4 separate regions of the Mus musculus genome follow, and all the other regions are linked to region 2. The links are chromatin contacts, called in public promoter capture Hi-C maps. All regions are on one chromosome and are shown on one strand. The core of a region is the stretch at or near the end of the contact, and the rest is flanking DNA. Distances in the headings are between cores, read along the strand shown. Region 1 has its middle 59 kb from the start of Dtwd1. Region 2 overlaps Shc4 (SHC (Src homology 2 domain containing) family, member 4). Region 3 has its middle 87 kb from the start of Dtwd1. Region 4 has its middle 130 kb from the start of Dtwd1.

Region 1 (5,982 bases), core at 2,569-5,068, 540 kb after region 2:
TTTCAGTGCTCTGAGTCAGAGAGTCTGCTGACCTGAAAATAGGCTGGCCTGTCTGCCAGTTCCTAGCCAGCAATAGCGTGGGATGCTTTTTTATATTTCACACAACACCCCTTGTTCTCTTACATTATCACTTTCTATTTTCCAACTTCTTTATTGCATAAACTTGGCTGTCCTGGAACTTGCTCTATAGAGTGGCCTTGAACTCAGAGATCTGCATGGCTTTGTCTCCTGAATGTTGGAATTAAAGGTGTGTACCACCACACCTAGATTGAAGTTTTCCTTTACCTAGAACCTGTTCTGTCCCAGGCTGGTCTTGAACTCAGAGAACTGCTTGTCTTTGCCTCCTAGGATTAAAGGCTTGCACCATGCCTGGACCTAAACTTGGCTAAGTGGGATCTTGCCCTAAGATTACCAATCCCTTAGTTCAATTTAATATCTGTGAACACAGAATTCAGCTCCATTTACCTTCCTGGTGCCCCTTTATATTTTTCCTTTCTGAACTTGCTATACTTGTTCAAAATATTCTTCATGAGACTTAACCAAAGGACAAAGTCTATGCTGGGCATTTCTGAGACTTCCTTTGTCAATGCAATTAATATAAATCTCTTTACCTTAACCTTAGGTAGATTTTTCAGACAAGGACAGAAGGCAGCCACATTCTTCACCAAAATATCACAAGAACAGTCTCTAGGTAACATATTAAAATTCTTCTCCTCTGAACCTCTAGAGCCAGGGTTCCACACTCTCAAATCACTCTCAGCACAACATCTTCCATATTCCTACTAGGATGGCTCACTAAACCCCACTTAAAGCATTCTACTGTTTTCCAAATCTGAAGGCCCCAAATCCACATTCTTCCAAACAAATGCATGGTCAGGCCTATCACAGCAAGACCCCACTCCTGGTACCAACTTCTGTCATAGTTAAGGTTTTACAGCTGTAAACAGACACCATGACCAAGGCAACTCTTATCAGGACAACATTTAATTGAATCTGGCTTACAGGTCAGAGTTTCAGTCCATTATCATCCAGGTAGGAGCATGGCAGTGACCAGGCTGGAAGAACTGAAATTTCCTCCTCTTGTTTCAAATGCATCTCAAAGAAGGCTGACTTCCAGGCAGCTAAGATGAGGATCTTAAAGCCCAAGCCCACAGTGACACACCTACTCCAACAAGGCCACCCCTCCTAATAGTGCCACTCCCTTGGCCAAGCACATACAAACCATCACAGTAGGGGTCAAATAAGGTTTATATATCCAAGACCTTCCTGAAAATTGACATCCTACTTGGTAGAAAAAGACATATACATGGGTAACTGACATCCTGGTTGGCAAGTTAGGTAAGGCAAGTTCCCTGCTGTAGTTGAATACCCCAACCAGGGAACAGGAAAAGTCTACAACAAAGACATGTTTCCAAGGAAATCCCCTATCCCTAAGTCCTGATTGGTGGAATAACTTGGCACAGATATTTGTGGGTTTTAGGTTTAAAAGTCCTGTAGGAGCCTAAATCAATGTCATAGCCAGCTCCCCACTTCATCTGTGGCCCTGATTGGTCAGTCTTGAGATGAAGCATTCAAGAAACCATGCTAATTGACTGAGATTGGTGTCTGAGTGGTTTGTGTGGCAATTCCCGAACCCCAACATTTGGAATAACCAGTTTTCAAACAAAAAGAAGCAAATGTTTGTGTGAAGAATTGAGACAATGCAGAAACATTTAGTGATAGTCTCATATTAATCTAAAATTTCATATATTAAAGTATATGTCTTGTGTTTTGTCTTATTTCCTATGTGCCTTTTAAAGGGATAGTTTACATCTCAATATTTTCTGATACTTCCCAACATACTTGTAAAACTTTGATAATCATGCTCACCAGGAGGGTCCTTTCAACTACTTTGCAGCTCAAAGCAGTGAAGAATGGAGAGCTGAGGGAAGCAAAAAGACTAAGGGGATTTCTGAAGGGGTATTCTGTAGTAATGAGCATGTAAGCAGGTAGGCAGGTGGGCAGTAGTAATGAGCATGTAAGCAGGTAGGCGGGTGGGCAGGTTTAAGATCTAGGGCATGGAGTCCAATTGTTTGGTACCTGGTCCTCTGGTGTTTATTGAGGGCTCTGGCTAAGGAGTTGGTTAGGCCATGACTCTGATTTGTGCTTTATTCATTAATTCTGTTGCCAGTGTGTCTCAGGCAAGATGTCTGCTATCTCTAGGAACTGACTAGTTCTAGACTAATCAGGACCTACAGGGTCAGAGAGATTGGGGCTTCAGGATTTTCAAGATTAGACTAAGTATCATAATCATTCTAAGAAAAGGCTTCCCTTTGTTTTCTGGAGCCATCGTGCCTTGTTCTTCAAAAGCTCAATGTTTCTCCCTCTTGATTTCTTTAAAAAAATTGGGATTTCAAAGGAAATTTCCAAATGATTGATAATTCTCAAAGTAGGGAACAAACAATTTAGACACTTTAAGTCCTTCCACAGTACAATGGATGGATGCCAAAAGGGCCCATACAAATGGCCAGAATCAAAGGCAAACCTCTGACATAACTTTCCTTTAATGTGCTTACAGTTTCATTCCCTTATAGAGACTTTCCCACTTCACTCACAACCTTCTGGAGCCTCATGCATGCATTTTCCAAGTGGGATGCCATGGCTTCCATACTTAGGACTCTTCAACCTCAGTTGTCATCCTCAAATCTACTTAAATTATTAGCTAATAGACTATGTCGTGTTCCTGTGGTCTGGGAGCATTACACTGTCTGATGGAGACAGCATTCTTACTGCAATCCAGTAAGCTACATACATATGTAATTATAGAAACAGCACATTAGATCAAAGGGGACAAGACCATAATGAAAAGGAACTGGAGAGCAGGGAAATTGGTGTGACAGAATCCACTGCCACTCTCCAAGGCAGGTTAGAAGAAGTAGAGTGCAGACTTCCTTTAGAAAAAAAAGGAGAGATGGCTCTGTGGTTAACAGCCCTGGCTCTTCTTCTATAGGACCTAGGGTATATGGTGCTTACAACTCTCTCTAGGTCCAGTTTCAGAGGATCTGATGCCTTCTTCTGGACTCCTTGGGCTCTGACATGTACGTCATGCATAGACATACTCAGGCACACACACACATTAACACTTGGAATGTTTTAAGTAAAATGATTAAGAAAAGAATTTTCCAAGAGAAACACAGGTCGCTGTGCTTTGGGCCACCTTTCTGGGAGGAAATACATGCAAAGCCACCGGGCTAGGCGGTACACAGATGGTATTTTACACAATGGAAGTTGCCAGATGCCAAAGACCACTCTTACAGAGTAACATTAAACATTGATAGAAGAATGTCCTGGCAAGTTATTTGTCTGTCTGAAGCAACAGAATCCTTGTAGATATACATACATTTATGAGGGTGAAAATAATAGCTTTTGCCATTTTGCCTGATTTTTATAAGACAATCAATTCTGTGAGACTAGTTTCTGAATTTGGACTTGTTCTGGCTTATGACTGACCTTTGGCTGAATCTCCAGTTGTTCCTGTAATTTACACCCTAGAGATTCCCTTTCTGTCCTTACATAATCACTCACCATATCACACACAAATGCAAGGGTAAGCTAGACAAGCTTATAAATTAGTTTCAGAAGGAAAATATTTTAGCTGTATCCATATTGCGTGGGTTTTTTTTTTATCTAATTTAAGCATTCTTTCATAATTTGGCCATCTTGATAAGTTATTACTCAAAACCCTGGAGTTTCTTGTGCTCTCTCGACAATGCTGGTGGCTGTGTAACAAGCATTCGCCTAACTGCAGCCTTTCACTCCAAGGCTTGTCAACGCAGCCACACTCGGGACACATGTCATGTGGAAACTCACTGCTGAGATCTGAGTGCCTGAGAGGGCGAAATTCCATACCAATGAAATATTGATTTCTGGGATTAGCCAGGACAATTCTAGTGGAATTTTTTGAGAGATACAAATTAAAAAGAAGTTATTTCCAGAAATTATGGGTGTTTATTTCCCTAGTTACCTGAATAACAGTTGTGGACAGGAATGTAATTAGAAAGCAATGCTTGTCAGGATTATCTGCAGCTATCCCTCCTGTGAACACCAGTTACACTGCACTTAAAATCCATAAAAAGGTATATATAAATATGTGCCCAGGATCTATGAGTATGTTACCTTGCTGTCTTAGTGAGCATTACTATTATTGTGATAAAACACCATGACCAAAGCAACTTGGGGAGAAAAGGGTTTATTTGGATTACACTTTCACATCACTATTTATCATCAAAGGAACCAAGCAAGACTTGAACAGGGCAGGAACCTGGAGGTAGGAGCTGATGCAGAAGCCCTGGGGGGGGGGGGGTGCTGCTTACTGGGTTGCACCTTGTGGCCTGCTCAGCCTGCTTTCTTATAGAACCCAGGACCATATGCCCAGGCATGGCCCCATCCAAAATTCGAGAGGCCCTCCCACATCATTCACTAATTAAGAAATTGTCTTACAAGCTTACATGCAGTCTCATCTTACGGAGGCATTTTCTTAGTTGGGGTTCCCTCCTCTCAGATGACTCTAGACTGTGTCAAGATGACATAAAATTAGCCAGCACATTTTCATAACAAAGGGGTCTTTTTATAGTGTGATTAAAGCACAAGACCATGAGATAGGAAGATTATTATGGACTACCAAGATGGACCTAGCAGAATTACATGAATTGTTAAAAACAGAAACTTTTTCAGGAAAGGTTGTGCAGGAAAGAGATGGGGGAGGGGAGAATGAGAATGTCATGGACAACAGAATCAGGTCAAGTAGTATGCTAAGATAAAAGGAGCAATTTGGAGGGTTCTCACAGCTTAATCTATTGCTACTGTCTTGTGGTCCTCCAAATCCACCCTTGCTAGCACCATGCCTTTTGACCAGTGTTCTCCTCCCCTTTCTCTAACTGAAGCGAAGCAACCTGAGACCCACATCCCAACAAGGCCAACTCCACCCTCAACGTCTTTTGCTCCCCTGTAATCTACTGCTTTATTAAATTGTATATCTAGCACAGAAATCTTCAAAGTTATTATCCCAAGAATTTCTCTATACTCTTGAAAATTAATAAAGTCCTCAAGGTATGTTTTCTATATGATTTATACATACAACTACTGACTTTGGAATTAAAATAAATAAATATTAAATGAGTATTTATTTTAAATGATAATATTAAAAATTAACTTCTCAGTGGGAGAAGACATACCTAACCATCCAGTGACTTGAGGTTCCAGGGGAGGCCTGGGAGAGAGGGGAATATCCTCTTGGAACAGGACAGAGGAAGAATGGGATAAGGAACTGTGGGAGTGGGACTGGGAGGGGGGCAATGGCTTGACTGTAAAAAAAATAAAAGTAATTAAAAAAAAAAAAAAAGAAAATGTGTCTGGGTTCCCTTCTCGTTACTTGCCTTGAGGGACTAATTGAAGGTTGACCCCAATGTGCAGAAATGAAAATGAACCTCTTGCTTTTGAAAAAAGAAAGAGAGAAAGAGAGAAAGAGAGAAAGAGAGAAAGAAAGAAAGAAAGAAAGAAGGGAGGGAGGGAGGGAGGGAGGGAGGGAGGGAGGGAGGGAAGAAAGAAAGGAAGGAAGGAAGGAAGGAAGGAAGGAAGGAAGGGAGAGAGAGAGAGGGAGAGAGAGAGAGAGAAAGAAAGGAAGAAAGAAAGAAAGAAAGAAAGAAAGAAAGAAAGAAAGAAAGAAAGAAAGAGAAATTTAGAAAGAAAGAAAATTAACAATTTCGCCCTTCCGGCCCACTCCAGCACCGGGGTGCCTTGCCCGCAGAGTCTCTGGACACCTGCAAGGAACTACACATGATTCCACACAGGATCCTAAGACCTCTGGTGAGTGGAACATAGTGTCTGTCCAATCGAATCGCGTGGGACCTGAGACTGCATTAATTAAGGAAGCAGATAACCCGGCCTGATCGGGGGCACAAGTCCCTTCTGGTCCACTCCAGCAGCGGAGTTCCTTGTGCGCAG
Region 2 (6,362 bases), core at 2,678-5,177:
TGCCCCTTCATCCCCCAGGCAATTTAGACCACTAACGACCTCTGTTTAGAACTAATGAGACCTTATCTGGCTTGGAATCTACAATTCCGACTGATTTTCTGCCCTCTGATATCACTGTACAGACACAACTGCAAGAAGCATCGTACTGCGATTGCAATGCAATGGCAAAAATCATAACACCTTCTATAAAGCCCAGAATCTTTCCTGGTATCTGGTGACCTACTGGCACCTCCCACTCTCTGTAGTCTTTTTTGGCTTCTCTTTCCCTGTGGCTCTTTAGCTTCTGTTCTTTTTCTTTCCCTGAAGCCCTGTCTTTGCAGACACTACCTTGTAGCTATCTCATCACACTGCACTTCAACCTGTACATATCCTTCTGAGCACAGACCCAGTGAAAGCTTCGACTCCTTTGATATTTGTGTCAACTATCAACTCGACGATATAGAGTCACCTGGCAGATGGCTTCTGGCATGCCTGTAGGGAATTATCTTGATTGTATTAACTAAGGTAGGAGGCCCAGCCACTCTGGATGGCGCTGATCCCTGGCTGGGATCCAGGACAGTATATAGAGAAAGATAACTGAGCAGCAAGCAAGCTTTCACCTTTCTCTCTTCCTGATGATGGATGTGACCTGGACTTCCTGCAGTGACAACCACCTTTAAATGGGGACCCAGAATAAACCCTTAGGCTGCTCTGTTAGGGTATTTGATTATAGCAGCAGGGGGACAATCTAAGACAATGGCAGATGCCAAAAATGCAAAAGAATCTGGATCCCAGATGCCTTTCTTTAACCTCTTTTTAACATGGGCTCAGGGGCTCAGGCTATAACCCAGACCATGTCCTGGAGGCACAGCATATGGCTCAGACTGGCTTTGTATTTGTGGTGATTCTCCTTCCATATCTGTATGTTTTATGGTAAGAAAAACAAATGTTATTCAGAGGTCTTTCCAAATACAGCAGGCGGCTCCATGCTGGTAGCTTCCCAGTGCTTGGCTCCTTCCTTTCCTCGCCACTCCCTCATTATCCACTCAACTTTCTGCAGCTCAGTGGTCCCTTTCTATGGAGCATTTTAAAGTGTTTGTCACCTGCTCTTTCCTCTCTCCATTCTCAGGACCGTGCCCTTCTTGGCAAGCAATTGGCAAGCATTGACTATGGCCACTCTCTATGCCATCCAATGCCTCTTATAATCTCACTCTGACAGTCACACTGCCTCCATGGCTTCAAGTTTCTCTCTGAATGCACCTAATAGTGCCTGCTCGATGAGTCTCTCTAGAAGTCTGCTTGGCAAAAAGCACCTCTACCCATCTACCCACGGGATCAAGTCCGTGCTTATTAGGTCTTTCTTCTCTGCCATGGGAGAGTGTTTTCCTTCTTCTGCCGCACGCAGCCTGCAGCTGTGCATTTCCACCTCTGTTCCTTCGATTCCCAAATAGCACTCCATGTTCACTTAATCAAATATTTGAAGGCAAATTCCATCACCAGGGTGGAAGAGGTTCCCCAACTCCCAGGTTCTATTTGAGGGCAACTAGCTTAAACCCATCTCCCAGGGGGAGTCTGAATGCCTTGGGTTTGAGGGTGAGAAACAGTACCAACCACATCTGTCCAGAGAGGTCGAACTTTCTAAGGAACCTCAGGCCTTTGACTTTAAGCCCAGCCTGCAGATGCCTTTCCTAGGCAACCTCGTTATACCCTAGGATGAGGCTCTCACTCGGCTCTTCCACTCAGTCATTTGAGACACAGTCTGTGCATCACGCCTGAGCATTGTAAAGTATCTGAGAAACAACAGTAAGAAGGGAGATCTCAGCCTAATAGAAAGAACATGGGAAATGTTCAAACAAGTACGTGAGAAAAACAGCAAGCAACAAAGTGTGGCTTGTTGGCAGGGAGAGAAATACTGAGTCATGATGGGGGTGGGGCACATGTGACTAGAGGTAGGCTATGCCATCAGTAGAAGGCCCCTCAAAAGAAGAGACATTGGAGGTGAGACCTAAAGGTGGACAGAGATTGCCTCGCACACACAACCCCCGGAGTTCTAGCCCCAGACCTGCATAAAGCTGGGCATGGTGACACATGCCTATAATCCCACTCAGGGTGAATAAAGGCAGGAGAATCAGAGGTTCAATGTTATCCTCGGCTACATAGTGAGTTTAAGATCAGCCTTGTCCAAAAAGCCACATACTCAAACTCAAAGTAACACTCCAGGCTTTTTCAGCAGCAAGTGCATAGGGACACACACACACACACACACACACCAACAGCAATGTCTCATTGAGTTTTGTGTTCAATTTCTTTTTCTCCTTGGGATATGGGAACAACACTACCATAAACAAAACAGCTTATTTTTGCATATGTAAATATGCTTTTTAGTTTGTGAATCTTTCAAGTGCTGGAATTTAAATATTGCCTGTTAATTGTTCCACTCTTCTCTGCTGGTAGGATTATTTATTTTCAATTAAAATTTACATAGTTTTCTTAGAGTCCTTCAATATCATCCTACAATGATGGGGCACCATTGGACCATGCCCATCGTTTGGAAGACTATGAAACAGGCCAGGAGGGGCCTCACAGCTTCTCTTTATCGCCTGTTCAGCTTAGCAAGAGTGCTCAAGTCTGCAATGACCATGACTCCTAAGATAACAGAAAGCAATGCCCATAGATAGGGCCTTACTGTGTGACACCCATTACTGTGTACATTAGAAATAACCACTTATTTTTATAGTCGGTAGCTAACAGCTCTTATGAAAACCCAGAAGTTTCTTGTCCATACCTCGTTGGTTGACTGGATCTTTAGCTACATAGGCAACATAGTCTGTGGTATCCTATAAAAGAAAGAGAGGGAGAGAGAGAAACAATTGCATTTAAAATGAATGAATAAGATAAGACTTCCTTAGGACCCAACTGAGCCAAAGCCTTAGACATAACTGTTTTTCTATGGCATAAGTTCTCAGCCCGTTAATGTTGCAGCCCTTTAATACAGTTCCTCATGTTCTGGTGACCCCTAACCGTAAAATTATTTTCATTGTCACCTCAAAACTAATTTTGCTACTATTATGAGTCATAATGTGATCATCTGAAGTGACCCCTGGAGAACCCACAGGTAGAGAACTATTGCTCTATGGCATATCCAGTAGAGCTTAACAATTAAATCTATAGTTTTCTGACCCTTATGGGGAAAGGATAGAGATTGAAAATTCCGAGTCTGCCTATATCATTAAGAATAAAAGGGAACACAGCTAAGGAATTCTTTAAAACTGTCTAGAAACTGACTGTCTCAGTTGAAACACGTGTAGAACTCCTCTGCCACAAAGTTATCAGGAGCTGAGATGTGGTGTCGTCACTGGCCTGTGTCCAAATTCATGTGCATCCAAAAATGAGTTTATCAGAAACCTATTGGTTTTTGGTTGCATGTGTGTTTTGCAAGATAGCTTACAGAATAAAACAGCAAAAATATAAATTATTTCATCCGTAGGCAGAGGCAAATCATTTCAGAACAGAGAACCTATGAATAACTTAAGTTCAAGAAGAGATATGCTACTGCCTTTGAGAAAACAAGAAAATAGACAGGACGCTTGAAATTCCAGCTTTTATGAAAACAGTGAGCTGATGAATGGGATGGTTTTAATAATTAAAGGTGCTCTTGCTATCTTAATTCTCAGAGGGAAAAAATACCTATAATGCCATTTCAGAGTATTAGAATGGTCTCTAGAGGGAAGATGCCGTCTACTGGCAGGAAGTAGAAGCTGTGTTGGTAATGCCCTCCAGGGTAGCCACTTAACAACCACAATGAATCATGCAGGAAGCAAATCTCACAGTCAGCAGAACTTGTCTTAAGCCATTTTAAAAATAGCACACACCTAAGTAAATGTCTCAGGCAAATAGAAAGCTGGGTTGGAACAGCCTCTAAATAAATAAGGCCCTATCTATGAGCATTGCTTTCTGTTATCTTAGGAGTCACGGTCATTGCAGACTTGAGCACTCTAGTTAAGCTGACCAGGTGCTACAGCGGCAGCCTGGAACAGACGCTGTGGGGCCCCTCCTGGCCCGTTTCATCATCTTCCAAATGAGCTTGCATTTTCTAATGGTTTTAAAATTCTATAACTGTAAATACCTGGAGGCATGGGGGTGCAGACAGTGCAGAATACTTAAAAGGAAAGAACAAATGTCAGGAGAAAATATTTGAAGTATCTTTAATTTTTCACAAATCTGTAGCATGTTTCGAAACAGAGAAAGCATGGGCGGCTATAGAAGCATTTGCAATAGATGTTCCACAGTTACTAAGAAAACAAAAACTTTCTGAGAGAGAATTAAAAGTGAAGGAGAGCAGACATGGTCCGTGTTTTTGAACGACGATGCTGAGTCACATGGGACTTCTAACTCAGCTTCACTTACCCTGTGACTAGCCCAGCTAGCTATGCAACTGAAGCAGCTCAGCGGGCATCCTAAAGCAACTACAGAGATAGATTCACTGTGTACAGCTCTAGTGTGTCCAGCTCTAGTGTGTCCAGCTCTAGTATGTCCAGCTCTAGTGTGCATTATCTCACTCAATTCTGGCAACTCACAGGCGACAGGAGTTATCCCTATCTTGCAAAGAAAGACCCAAAATCTTAGACAAGTCAGTACATCAAGCTCTTGACTCTAACGTTCAACACTAGCCTTCAGTGTCTTCCTGACAGGAGGGTAAAACTCCACTGGTGGGGGGAGAGGGGCTAATACCAAGCCAGATCATCATGTAAACTCCAAGCCAGTGGATTTTTCAACTGCAGAGCCCAGGGTTTCCACTGATTGTACTGATGTAAACGTTTTCCCACAATGGTTGCAGACGGCTTGACTCAAGGACAGTGCTTCGGTTAATTTAAAGCTTTGAAGCCATTTTAAGATGGGATGGAAAACCTTACAGTTCTGAAGAACAAAAACAAACCCTGTTGGATGTACAGTAGATGAAGGCCTGTGCACCACTCCTAACAGGACAACAGCCCCGGGAACTTAAACAGGATAATTTCAGGGCAAACACCAATCATTTTTTAAGTAGACATCATACACTAATAAGTTTTTTTTTACGTGTGCCTGAGTCCCTTCATAATAAATCTAATGGGCTAGGAGGAGAAGAGAAACCAGCACTCTTCTATCTAGATTCATTGTGCTCTCTCTCTCTCTCTCTCTCTCTCTCTCTCTCTCTCTCTCTCTGATATCCAACTTTTGGTTTCATAGTTGAGGTCAGATTACAGAGTTGGATAGATTAGAGTGATATATATACACATATCTATATATACATATATATTCTCTCTCCCCACCCCCTCACCTCCGGGCTCATACTGCACAACACAAGCCATCCTACATGCCCTGTTTGCTAATGGATCAACAATTTACTATCCATGTATGCAGGACCTCTCTAAGGACCCTGGTCCCAAAATGAAGCAGTGATGTAAAAGTATCTTTTAGTCACCTGATGTAATTGTCACCTCTGAGTCTTACTGCCTCTATCTGCTAACCTAGGTCTAGTCCTGGAAGTTTCTAGCCTCTGTACAATCTAACCTAGGCCTAGAATGTTTTCAGCCTCTGAGATTTACTGCCAAATAAATTCACTTTTCTTGTTCTTTCTGAACTCTGGCTGGCTGATTTAACTCAGCTATTCTGGCTCAAACCCCTCCCCAAGATGACTGATTCAGTCTGGCTTCTCTCAGCTCCTCAATGAATTGCTCTGCTTGGCCTCAAATTAATTCAAGCAATCTGTTCTGGTCTTTTGCCTCCTGCACACATTCTCTGGCTTATTCTGTCTTCACGTGTGCCTAGATTTTTTTTTTTAATTAGTAAAACTGCCACTTCCTTCCTCCCTCCCTCTTCCTCTCTTTTCTGCACAGTTCTCTCTTAAGTAGCCTCTTTTTCCTCTCTCTTCTTGTGAGAGTTGGGCATATCCTATTCTGTCAAATCTTTTTCTGATTTGTCACTATTTCTGCCACTCAATTAGAAATCACTTTCAAACACGGGTGCTCCCTTCTACAAACTAACTTTACCTTCATCAGGATTAAAGATGTGTACTAACGGTTTTGTCTGAATTCCAGCTAAAGGGATGAACCGGTGTGCTAAGGCTGAGCCACACCACAACTAGATTCAGCTTTTTTCAGTAAACAGCAATCTCGGTGTTCACAGTGTGATAAAATATCCGGCAACACAGTGAGGAATCAAGGAATGACACTCTGGAAAGTATTCTCGGAGAGAACCCCTGTACAATCTGTGACTGGTGAGCACTACAGGCTCTTGACAGAGAGCCCCCCCCCACCCCCCCGTGACTGAGCAGTGTCTTCAAGGTTTACACAAATCTGGATGGTCATTATAGACTGGCCTTGTTAGCCTTGGCTGACAACTCT
Region 3 (6,346 bases), core at 270-2,769, 570 kb after region 2:
AAGAGAAACTGTTCTCTCTAGGGTAAAAATATAGACTTAAAGAAAAATAATTTTCATTTTAAGGTTCATTTTGTTTTAATCATTTTAATGTTTACATTTAACTATGATGATTTAAATTTTCTGTTTATACTTGAGTATTTTAATTGCTTATTTGCGTTATAATTTATATTTCACTTATGTCTGTTCTTTCTCTAAAATTAATTCACAGTATTTTCTTTTGGGCCTGGAGAGATTAAGATTAAGCGTTCATACTGATCTGCAGAGGGCCCATGTTTGGTTCCCAAAACCTCTTAAGGTGCTTACAGCCTTCTGTAACCCTAACTCTAAGAAGTCAAGCACCCTTGGCAGTAATCAGCACTTGCACAAGTGGACTTAGAGCCACTCAATAAGAGGGGCATCATGCCTGGCATTGGAACCTAGCCAACTACCAGGCTAGGAAAATCACGTATCTTGGAGGAGAACTTATAGCTATCACTTTACTAAACCATCATAATCTCTACTTACACTCTAAACAGTTATCTTATACCCACAGATAAAAGTCGTTCTCACCCCTCATCTAGGAACCTTCTCTTTAGAACACTCTGAGACCATTATAAAACAAACAAAAATACTGGTCAAAATGCAGAGTTGCAGAACCTAGTCCCAACTGATATATCTACAATACCCAAGGTTCAAGGATCACTGTAGAAGAGAGGACTGGAAAGATTGTAAGAGCCAGAGAGTTTACTATGAGATTATATCTCCTAGAAATGTCAGAGAAGCTACCTAAATAAAGCCTCGCCAACATTGCTGCCTAATCATCTGAACAAAGATGATATCAATAGACATGCTACTGTGGAAGGGGTAAATCTCAAGAGGCCTCAGCCCCAGGAAAACGAAGGAATGTTGAGGGCAGGAAAAAGTCTTTCACAGGGAATAACACATCAACCGGTTATCCAATACCAGTCAGTTCTGAAAACACAGACATACAAGTAATGTTGTGCAGATTGAACAGGTTACATATTAATGTGTACACACACACGTGCAATTAAAGAAAAAGAGATCATTAATTAGATTGAGAGAAAGGGTTAGATACATTGGAGAGTTTTTAGAGAGGAAAAGAAAAGAAGGAAAATGGTATATGTTTTAATCTCAAAAAAGTTTAATTTAAAAAATCCAAAAGAAACTCAGAATAAAAAGAACATATCCTTTAAAAAAAAACATGCAAAACAAAAGAACATATCTCAACATAATAAAGGCTATACAACAAGCCTATAGTACATTAGATAAGAGAAACAAAAAAAGTATTTCCAATAAATGGGGAATAAGGCATGTGTCCACTGTCGTTACTCTATTTTAAGACAGTGTTGAGATTCTTAGAGCAACAGGACAAAAGAAACAAACCAAGGGGATTCAAAGAGAAAAGTAGGAAGACAAAATTTCTCTGTTTGCAGATGACATGATTCCAGGCCCCACCCCTTGCTAGGGAGATATTGGCAACTGATAGTTGCCAAGGGAGGAAGAATAATTCTTTTTGGATGACGTGGTCATTGGTAGAATTCCCAGTGAATGGCCCCACACCCGTACACAGATGGCCAGCAGTAACTGGACTTAGTGGATTACAATAAGTCTGGAAGTGGGGAAGCTGGGGAGGTGCTACATCCTAGGTAGCAACATACTAATATTGTTCTCTTAAGTGGGACACCTTAGCCAAAGTATCTAATGTTTATGTCTATACGCCATAGCAATGCTGCTCTCATCCTTGGTCAGAGAATAGCCTTTTTGTGGTAGGCAGCGGTTAGCACAGAGACACACAAATACATGGAAGTTGAGTACCCAGACAGGACATCCTTGCTATTCTCTGCCTGTCAGGGACCAGCAGAGGAAGAGGACGTAGAAAGGATGAATGAGCTGGAGGAGTTGTTGATTATTCATTCAATCTCTTTACTGGTTGTAGATCTGTCCATAGTTTCTAGTTCCATGTAATTCTCAGGCTGCGTGTTTTTGTACATTTAGCCATGTTGTATATGTTCTTTAATGTGTTGGCATATAATTGTTTGTAGAACTCATAATGCTTTTAATTTCTGTGGCATCAGTTGTAAGGGCTTCTATTTCATTTGTTTATATTACTTTATACATGTCCTTTAAGATTTTTTTAACATTTATTTGTGGATGGGTCAAAGCACAATTTGTGGGAGTCAGTTTTTTCTTTTCTCCATGTAGTTCCCAGGCATGGAACTCAGTCCATTCAGGCTTGGGGCCAAGAAGCTTTGTCTCCAGATCACCTGCCCACATCTTCTACTTTTGTGTATATACTTAGTTCATGCATCATTCTTGAGTTCATAGAACACTGGCCCACTCCATTAGATGGAGGCCATACCTGGCACTGTTGACTTTTAGCAAGACAGACTAAGGCCCCAGTGAAAGACATCAGTGCATCTCTCAACCATCATCAGAGAGGCTTCTCCTTGCAGAAATATGTCCAATATGACTCATCTGGATGGTGGTGGTGCATGCCTTTAACTGCAGCACTTCAGAGACAGAGACAGACAGATCTCTGTGAGACCGTGGCCAGCCTTGTTCAGAGAGTGAGTTCCAGGACAGCTAGGGATACACAGAGAAACTTATCTTCAGAAAACCGAAAACCAAAATAAATAAATAAATAAATAAAATAAACAAAAAATAAACAAAATAAAAATTTAAAAAAAAAACACAGAAACTCAAAACTGGTCAAGAGAATGTGAAGAAAATATGAGACTTTGGATTGTTCAGCCCCTCAAATCCCCATCTTCAATGCTCAGGATCTTCATGGGAGAGGGGGTTGGTTGGGCAGACTACAAAGATCTAGATATAGGTGACACCAAGAAAACAGCACTTTCTAGATACAAGGCAATTACACATATGAACTCACATCATTTTTGACAGAATGCAAGTATGCACAAACCTGTATAAGCTGGAACCAGACAAAAGCCCAGCATGGATGTGGGGAGATGATCCCAATTCCCACCCCCTAGCCAAAGCACTGCTGGCATTTGATAGCTGCTGGGAGAGTGGGTCTTTGTTCTTTAATGTAACTCATGGTAAATCAAGCACACTCCAGGGGGGACCCACTCCAAACTGGATGTTATTGAGAGGGAGGAAGGGAGGGAGGGAGGGAGGGAGGGAGGGAGGGAGGGAAGGAGGGAGGGAGGGAGGGAAGATGGGAGAGAGAGAGAGAGAAAGTTGGTCAATACAGAGGTGGAGTGGATCTGGAAGGAGTTGTGGGGGAGGGGTGAATATGATCAAAATACATTGCATAAAGTTCCCAAAGAATGTATATATATGAGCAGCCTGGGCGGGCCGCAGACAACCGGCCACCATCCGGACCAGAGGACAGGTGTCCGCCTGGCTCGGGAGACGGCCTCAGTCTCAGGAGCAGCGGTCGCCATCTTGGTTCCGGGACTCAGCAGAACTTAGGAAATTAGTCTGAACAGGTTAGAGGGTGCGCCAGAGAACCGGACAGCTACTGGGACGGGCAGAAGCACAGAGCCGCTGAGGCAGCAGCCTGGGCGGGCCGCAGACAACCGGCCACCATCCGGACCAGAGGACAGGTGTCCGCCTGGCTCGGGAGACGGCCTCAGCCTCAGGAGCAGCGGTCACCATCTTGGTTCCAGGACTCCCTGGAACTTAGGATTTTAGTCTGCACAGGTGAGAGTCTGCACCACAGAAGCTGACAGCTTCTGGGAACTGCCAAAGCAACACAGCTTCTGAGAGAGGCCCTGTTTTGGGCCTTCTTCTTCGACCAGGAGGAGGTCCAAAAACAAGATATCTGCGCACCTTCCCTGTAAGAGAGCTTGCCAGCAGAGAGTGCTCTGAGCACTGAAACTCAGAGGAGAGAATCTGTCTCCCAGGTCTGCTGAGAGACGGTAACAGAATCACCAGAAGAACAATCTCTAAACAGAGTCAACTATAACTACTAACTCCAGAGATTACCAGATGGCGAAAGGTAAACGTAGGAATCCTACTAACAGGAACCAAGACCACTCACCATCATCAGAACCCAGCACTCCCACTTCGCCCAGTCCAGGGCACCCCAACACACCCGAAAACCTAGACCTAGATTTAAAAGCATATCTCATGATGATGGTAGAGGACATCAAGAAGGACTTTAATAAATCACTTAAAGAAATACAGGAGAACACTGAAGTTACAAGTCCTTAAAGAAAAACAGGAAAACACAATCAAACAGGTAGAAGTCCTTACAGAAAAAGAGGAAAAAACATACAAACAGGTGATGGAAATGAACAAAACCATACTAGACCTAAAAAGGGAAGTAGAAACAATAAAGAAAACTCAAAGTGAGGCAACACTGGAGATAGAAACCCTAGGAAAGAAATCTGGAACCATAGATTTGAGCATCAGCAACAGAATACAAGAGATGGAAGAGAGCATCTCAGGTGCAGAAGATTCCATAGAGAACATCGGCACAACAATCAAAGAAAATGGAAAATGCAAAAAGATCCTAACTCAAAATATCCAGGAAATCCAGGACACAATGAGAAGACCAAACCTACGGATAATAGGAGTGGATGAGAATGAAGATTTTCAACTCAAAGGACCAGCAAACATCTTCAACAAAATTATTGAAGAAAACTTCCCAAATATAAAGAAAGAGATACCTATGAACATACAAGAAGCCTACAGAACTCCAAATAGACTGGACCAGAAAAGAAATTCCTCCCGACACATAATAATCAGAACAACAAATGCACTAAATAAAGATAGAATACTAAAAGCGGTAAGGGAAAAAGGTCAAGTAACATACAAAGGCAAGCCTATCAGAATTACACCAGATTTTTCACCAGAGACTATGAAAGCCAGAAGAGCCTGGACAGAGGTTATACAGACACTAAGAGAACACAAATTCCAGCCCAGGCTACTATACCCAGCCAAACTCTCAATTACCATAGATGGAGAAACCAAAGTATTCCACGACAAAACCAAATTCTCACATTATCTCTCCACAAATCCAGCCCTTCAAAGGTTAATAACAGAAAAAAACCAATACAAGAACGGGAACAATGCCCTAGAAAAAACAAGAAGGTAATCCCTCAACAAACCTAAAAGAAGACAGCCACAAGAACAGAATGCCAACTTTAACAACAAAAATAACAGGAAGCAACAATTACTTTTCCTTAATATCTCTTAACATCAATGGTCTCAACTCCCCAATAAAAAGACATAGACTAACAAACTGGCTACACAAACAAGACCCAACATTTTGCTGTTTACAGGAGACACATCTCAGAGAAAAAGATAGACACTACCTCAGAATAAAAGGATGGAAAACAATTTTCCAAGCAAATGGTATGAAGAAACAAGCTGGAGTAGCCATCCTAATATCTGATAAGATTGACTTCCAACCCAAAGTCATCAAAAAAGACAAGGAGGGGCACTTTGTTCTCATCAAAGGTAAAATCCTCCAAGAGGAACTCTCAATTCTGAATATCTATGCGCCAAATACAAGGGCAGCCACATTCATTAAAGAAACTTTAGTAAAGCTCAAAGCACACATTGCACCTCACACAATAATAGTGGGAGACTTCAACACACCACTTTCACCAATGGACAGATCATGGAAACAGAAACTAAACAGGGACACAGTGAAACTAACAGAAGTGATGAAACAAATGGATCTGACAGATATCTACAGAACATTTTATCCTAAAACAAAAGGATATACCTTCTTCTCAGCAACTCATGGTACCTTCTCCAAAATTGACCACGTAATAGGTCACAAAACAGGCCTCAACAGATTCAAAAATATTGAAATTGTCCCATGTATCCTATCAGATCACCATGCACTAAGGCTGATCTTCAATAACAAAAAAAATAACAGAAAGCCAACACTCACGTGGAAACTGAACAACACTCTTCTCAATGATACCTTGGTCAAGGAAGGAATAAAGAAAGAAATTAAAGACTTTTTAGAGTTTAATGAAAATGAAGCCACAACGTACCCAAACCTTTGGGACACAATGAAAGCATTTCTAAGAGGGAAACTCATAGCTCTGAGTGCCTCCATGAAGGAAACGGGAGAGAGCACATACTAGCAGCTTGACAACACATCTAAAAGCTCTAGAAAAAAAGGAAGCAAATTCACCCAAGAGGAGTAGACGGCAGGAAATAATCAAACTCAGGGGTGAAATCAACCAAGTGGAAACAAGAAGAACTATTCAAAGAATTAACCAAACGAGGAGTTGGTTCTTTGAGAAAATCAACAAGATAGATAAACCCTTAGCTAGACTCACTAGAGGGCACAGGGACAAAATCCTAATTAACAAAATCAGAACTGAAAGGGAGACATAACAACAGATCCTGAAGAAAT
Region 4 (6,357 bases), core at 3,816-6,315, 620 kb after region 2:
ACTTGCTTTCTGTCCACCACCGTACTGCTGTTCCCGCCTTCTGCTTACCTTCAACCTTGAGGCTACTGCCATCGGTGTACCAGCTCGAACTCTCAGGCCAAGGCTGATCTGATCCTTCAGATCATTTCGAGTACCAGTTTCTTCTGCCAGACATCAGCACAATGATGAGTAGGTGAAGTCTTGGGCAGTAGGGTAGCGAGATTGAGGAGAGCAGGTGGAGCGAAGGTCACTTGTTCAGTCAACAAAAAAGCTCTGATAACGTGTCACAGGAGCATTGGCCGTCATCCATCAGTCAGGGGTTTTCGGATAATGCTTTCAAGAGTGTGGGGTGCCACTACAGTTATTTCCTGTCCCAGAGTGAGCTTATCAGCATCCTTGACAAGCAGAGCTATGGCAATAATAGCTTTCAGGCAAGAAAACCACCCGCTGGCAACAGGGTCTAACTTCTTGGATAGGTAAGCCACTGGCCTTTTTCAAAGTCCCAAAGTCTGAGTAAGGACTCCTCTGGCAACCCCTGATCTCTCTTCCACATAAAGAGTGAAAGGCTTGGTTAGGTCAGGCAAAGGCTGACCATCAGTAGGGCCTTTTTCATTTCTCTAAAGGCTTTCTGGTGATCTGGGGTCCACACAAACACTTCCCCTTCCTTGGTTAGGGGGTACAACAGGCAGCTAAAGTTGCCAACCCAGGTATCCAGAGCCTGCAGAAACCAGCGGTACCCAAGAATTCTCTTACTTGCCTTGGTGTAGTTACAGTTTTTTTTCTGGCTTCTTTTAGCCACTGTTTTCCACCTTGAAGGGTGTATCTCAAATAGATAACTTGAGTCTGACACAGCTGAGCCTTTTTAGCTGAGGCTCGGTCTTCTGTTGCCCAGGTTTCCTGTCTAGATCCTGTCTTTTCTTTCTTTCTCACCACTGTGGCCAAGTTTCTAGTCAAATTTCTTTCTTGTCTATGATCCCTCCTGTTTTCTCTTTCTACTGCCTCTCGCCTCTCTCTTCTCTCATAATACGCCTTCTCTGCCTCTTACTTACTGGTTCTACTCTAAATATTTCTCATTCGGGGTATCTCTCTCATCTCAGACCTCTCTAATCTCCTTCATCTCTATTTTCACTGTCTCTCCTGAGTCTGCTGGAGCTTTGCTCTTCCTTACAGTCTAAGCTCACCTTTTTCTAGACCTCTATACCCATTTGTCAGAGCCTGGTGATTAGACTCGTAGGTGCTCCTTACCTGGGACAGAAGTTTTAAGTGGGCAGATGTCTCCCTTGATGGTTAGCAGCTTAGGGTGGGGCAGAGAGAGAAAACACGTGGGGCAGGGAAAGGAAGGCAGCTCTCACAGCTGGCTGCACTGGGCCAACTCAGGGGAGGGGGGAGGTGGCAGAGGCAGCGACTCTAGTAGGCCCCTCCCCAGCAGGCATCATGGCCGCTCTAGGAAGCCAGGCGGGCCGGTTCGGGGCCCCCTGGGCTTCGCCCCTCTTTCTTTTCTTGCCCGTCCTGCAGGCGGTGAAATCCGTGGTGGTGGTGGTGCTGTGGCGGGCATCCCAGGGAAACCTCCACATCAGTGATCCCCCCTGGGCCACGGTTTCCCACGTGGCGCCTTGCCTTGGCCAGTGTGTGCTGCTACCGCCGAAGCCAGAAGTTCTGTCCGGTCCTGTGGCTTCATGCGGCCAGGGACATTTTCCAAGTTGTTTTTCTTAACTATTACTGACAAATTCTGTCCTAATGTCAATCCAAGTCCACAGTCGGCACCACACATGCAGTCTGTCCCATGACGAAAACCACAAACAAAAACAAGACAGCAACACAAAAACAAGACAGCAACAGGGAATAAAAGACACCAGTATCTAAGCACACTCGTTCCTCACTCTGCCAGATGTAAAACCAAGGCACGAGGTGGGACTCGAACTCACAATATCGGAACCCTAAAACCAAGGCACGAGGTGGGACTCGAAATTAATGAATTTTAAATACTTATGTACTATTTAAAAAAAACTCTAAGAACATACTTAATAACATTTTACACTCCATTCAAATGGATCAAGGGCATGGAATTAATACCTTAACCATGTAGAGTCTGGTTGAGGAGAAAGTAGGGAAATACACAGTGGAATTTGTAGGCATAAGAAAAGATTTTCTACACAACTCTAGGTGCACGGACATTAAAACCAAAAATTGAAAAATGGGACTGCTTGAAACTAAGAAGTTCCTGTACAGCATAGGGTATCATCACTCAAGTAAAGAGACAGCATACAAAAGGGTTAAAACTCTTTACCAGTTATAAATCTGACAGAGCGTCAGTATCTAGAATATAAAAAGAACCAAAAAGAAAAAAAAGAAACAAAAAAACCCTTAAACATCATTAAAACAAACAGTAAAATTTAAAATGTGCATAGTCCTTCCTGAGGACCTCTTTCCTTGTACCAGAAGGTACCATGTAAGCTTCCAGAGGAGGAAGGCACCCAAGAGTCCTGTTCAGTGGTGATACCTATGAATCACATCAATGGCCAGCATGGCACAATAACCCTAAGGATGCAGTGATGGCACACACACCTTGTCAGTACCCAACAGTTTCCTAGTTGAACTACAGACCTGCTCAATATGATGGAAAGCACGCCTGGTGCTGAAAATGGGCTAACTACTCAGTGCTAGTGAAGCCATAGTTAATGGTGGAGAATCTGCAACCACTAATATACTAATCCATTATTATCCCCTAACAACAATCTGTTAACATGTGTCCTTATAACTCACAGACGAGTATAGTCTTTATCTTTCATTAAAGAAACTTCTCTTTGCACCAGAGAGAGATCACTACAGAAAGCCACAACCACTCAAATTGATTGGTGTGGAGCCCAGTCCCAAATAAATACATCTACACAGCATTCCTGAATTTAAGGCTAAGGGTACATTGCAGAAGAAAGGATGGAAAGATTGTAAAGGGTTAGGGAGTTTGCTCTGAGATTGTGTCTCCTAGTAACACCAGAAGTTGTACCTGTAAAGTCACCAGCATGATGCCCAAACATGAGGGGCTCAATGACGACATCTTTTAACATGCTAAACTGGATGAAGCAAATCCCACAAGGCTTCAACCCTTCAAAAGAACTATATGCAACCCTATGAAAGAATTTAAAAGAGGAAGGCTAGGATCAGGAGAGGTGGCCTTCCCCAGGGAATAACACTCTGGTCCAGTACCAAAGAATCAGCTCTGAAAACATACATTTAAGTAACATTATTTGGACCAAATGGGTTAGCTTTATATTCATATATTAATAGTATATATTAATATGAATATGTTATATATTATATAATTATATTATGCATATACATACATGCATTAAATAACAGTGAGAAAAGAGGCCATGAATTCAAAGGAGAGTGGGGAGCGCTAAACAGAGGAATTTGGAGGGAGGAAGGAGGAAAGAAATGATGTAATTATATTATAATCTCAAAAATAAAATAAAAAAAATGGAGAGGTGAGGTGATTAGAGATGAGAAAAAGAAGAAAGAAATTCTTAATGGACTGGGTCTCAGACACAGATGAATTTTATCAAAGGGCTTGGAGACTGCATTTGAAACTATGTTTTCCAATTTCTTCCAATAACCTTCAATAGAATGCCTTTCTAATTCAGATTGTTTCTTCCAGAGGGTGGGGTTGTTAAATGGACTTCCTTCTGGCAGCTCTTCCCCAGGGTCGCCCTCCATATACACACACCTAGGGTACCCAGCATCAGCATCCCACAGCCTACTTGCTCACCATCAGCATCCCACAGCCCACTCACTCACCATCAGCATCCCACAGCCCGCTCACCATCAGCATCCCACAGCCCACTCACTCACCATCAGCATCCTACAGCCCACTCACTCACCATCAGCATCCCACAGCCTGCTCACCATCAGCATCCTACAGTCCACTCACACTAAGCCAGGAGAGCACATTTCTGTGCATCTGTTTCCATATGTGTTTAGCTCTCTCACACTGGGAACTTAAAATTTGCCAGATGGGAGAATTCATACCATAGAGGGCAAATGATTCAAATCAAGGTTTGCTCCCTTCCCCTGCCTCCAAGAACTGGTTTTCTAGCATACTGCTGCATAAAAAAGACCCTCCCAAACAAAAAACCAAAAATGGTAAAAGAATATCCCTTGAAGCTTGTAGGATTTTTTTTGACTCTTACCATTTAAACCAAATGCTTCTAAAACAATAGAAAGCCAACTCCTTGGTACTTTCAAATGGTAGGTCCACTGTTGTTGCTATAGTTAATGCACTGTGCTGGATGGAATATGTCACCAAAATATTCTAACTAAGAGGTCACAGCATCAACTCTGACAGTCCAATCTTCTTCAAAGACAAAAAGTCGTGTTTGCTCCAGGGCCACACTGCATAGAAAGACTGCAGCACCTGTTCTGCGAACACATGCAGGAGGGAAGACAGGAACAGGGAAGGGAACACTGTTTCATCCAAACCCATCCCCTGTGGTTGTAGTGACAAGTGTTATAAGAATAGAAGAACATCATTACCTTACTATGTGCAATGTGGCACATTTCTATGGCTTAAATATTACTTTTATTATAGCAATATAGCACTCCTATCTAAGAGTCTGGACACCTGTCAAATACTTTAAAATGGGTTTATCATCCTTGGTTTGCCATAAATGCCTTTGAAAACAATAAACTCTTTAATGAGAAAAATACACAAGATTAAAGCCTGCACCCAACTTTCATCAACTTCAAATTAAGATGCCCTTCTTGCAGATAACACCCTATGCTCAGCATTTGAAATTTCCTAGGCATGGGTACTATTCAGGGAACTTTTATTCTGAAATTACCTCAGGAATCCATAACACATTTTGTGTATATTCTTAGTAGCAGCATCTTCGTCCTCAGGGTAGAATAAACTTGGGGAAAAGGACAGCCCATCGCTAAAGATCATTTGGCACTAAAGCTAATGAACACAGTAGGCAATGAAATTGGGCATTGCCTTTTTTGGTAAAAAAAAACAAGTAGAGAGTAGAGGAACAGGGCCCATTTTCTTTCTGACTCATGGGTTGGCTCTGCAGGCAGTTCTAAAAGAGGATTGTTGGAAAGGATTTGGACAGTGTGGCAGTATCATAACTAGTGGCATCTCCTATTCAGTCATATAACAAATATTTATGAGGCAATGAATAGGGAGAAATTGCCCGTTTCCTTTTAGCTGTGTGTATTTGTGATGTCCAGGACATACTTCATGACCATACCTTACAGATAGTTTTTAATCAGGCAACAGATTCTCTCCTTCATGCCTCCTTCAGTCACTGGCCTCTCCCAATATAGCTTTCTCTCTCACACACACATTTTCCATTAAATGCACATCTCACTATAAACATTATGATTTAGCCATATGTGACCTTTAACATTCAATAGATAGATAGATAGATAGATAGATAGATAGATAGATAGATAGATAGATAGATGATAGATAGACAAATAGAGATAGGTATATGATATATATGATTAATATATATCAATCATATAATATATTTCTACCTCTCTAGCTCTATCACTATATACATATATACATGTATATATATATATATATATATATATATATATATATATATACATATATACATGTATATATATATATATATATATATATATATATATATATATATATATATATAGCTTAGAATGACTGCCAGTATAGACTTAGCAGGTCAGTTTTCTTAACTGGGTTGTTGCTTGGTTTTCCTCTCTTTCGTGGTGCTAAGGATCACATGCAGGTCCCGTGCATGCCAGGCAAGCACTCAACCACTGAGTACATCCCCGCTGAGCCCAGGTCTCCTGACTGAAGCTCAGGCTGCCTTCAAGGTTACCCTCTTCACATTTCTACCTCTGAGAGTTAAGATATGAACTGGAACTAGCAGGCTTTTGCCAGCAGAGCTAGCTACACCTAACCACACATGGAAATCATTTTCCACCTTCCGGGGCAAATTGCAAAACCACTGGAATGAAGCAGATGAGGACTGAGGTAGATCAGAAGAGTCAGCCCTAGACACAGGCCAGGCCGTGACGTGCACAGTCATCAGAAAAGTCAGCCCTAGACAAGGGCCGTGACGTGCACAGTCACCAGGAGGAGGCGGTCCCTTTAATCACACAGCTGTAGCAAGGAAAGTGATTTGGTGTGACAATCAGCCAGTTTGTTTTGCTAAAGAAAAGCATGGGACAGAAAAAAAAATGGTAGTAAGGCAGATAGGTTATGACTGCAAGTGGTGGTGGTAGCCAAAGGCTCTACCATTAGGGAGAAGAGGGGGAAGGAAGGAAGGAAGGAAGGAAGGAAGGAAGGAAGGAAGGAAGGAAGGAAGGAAGGAAGGAAGGAGAAATGGAGGG

The links. Promoter capture Hi-C pulls out the DNA fragments that hold promoters and counts their contacts.
Region 1: a contact with region 2 is called in a promoter capture Hi-C map of the 3T3-L1 cell line, with 5 times the contacts expected there. The contact joins two enhancer-like sites. A contact is called at or near these places in 2 of 39 promoter capture datasets (the 3T3-L1 cell line and embryonic stem cells) and 1 of 484 Hi-C or Micro-C datasets (myocytes).
Region 3: a promoter capture Hi-C map of hippocampal neurons shows a contact between it and region 2, with 2.9 times the contacts expected there. The contact joins two enhancer-like sites. A contact is called at or near these places in 7 of 39 promoter capture datasets (the 3T3-L1 cell line, cranial neural crest, embryonic stem cells and 3 more), 1 of 15 datasets of contacts at CTCF or cohesin (stem cell-derived epiblast-like cells), 6 of 484 Hi-C or Micro-C datasets (cerebral cortex, forebrain, myocytes and 1 more) and 1 of 115 datasets of contacts at active chromatin or transcription factors (bone marrow-derived macrophages).
Region 4: a promoter capture Hi-C map of the 3T3-L1 cell line shows a contact between it and region 2, with 4 times the contacts expected there. The contact joins two enhancer-like sites. A contact is called at or near these places in 4 of 39 promoter capture datasets (the 3T3-L1 cell line, embryonic stem cells, hippocampal neurons and 1 more).

What each region holds. Positions count from the first base shown.
Region 1 is chr2:126,207,688-126,213,669 of GRCm38.p6, forward strand. No RefSeq gene overlaps it. Among named protein-coding and RNA genes, the nearest start is that of Dtwd1, 59 kb to the left of the region's middle. Within about 2 kb of position 3,819, at least 10 of the 459 cell types and tissues checked have an H3K27ac peak or open chromatin away from gene starts, as enhancers often do.
Region 2 is chr2:125,663,509-125,669,870 of GRCm38.p6, forward strand. Shc4 (SHC (Src homology 2 domain containing) family, member 4) reads right to left here. Exons shown (of 12, transcript NM_199022.2): 6 at 2,765-2,816. Among named protein-coding and RNA genes, the nearest start is that of Eid1, 6.4 kb to the right of the region's middle. Within about 2 kb of position 3,928, at least 89 of the 459 cell types and tissues checked have an H3K27ac peak or open chromatin away from gene starts, as enhancers often do.
Region 3 is chr2:126,235,587-126,241,932 of GRCm38.p6, forward strand. No RefSeq gene overlaps it. Among named protein-coding and RNA genes, the nearest start is that of Dtwd1, 87 kb to the left of the region's middle. Within about 2 kb of position 1,520, at least 20 of the 459 cell types and tissues checked have an H3K27ac peak or open chromatin away from gene starts, as enhancers often do.
Region 4 is chr2:126,278,241-126,284,597 of GRCm38.p6, forward strand. No RefSeq gene overlaps it. Among named protein-coding and RNA genes, the nearest start is that of Dtwd1, 130 kb to the left of the region's middle. Within about 2 kb of position 5,066, at least 21 of the 459 cell types and tissues checked have an H3K27ac peak or open chromatin away from gene starts, as enhancers often do.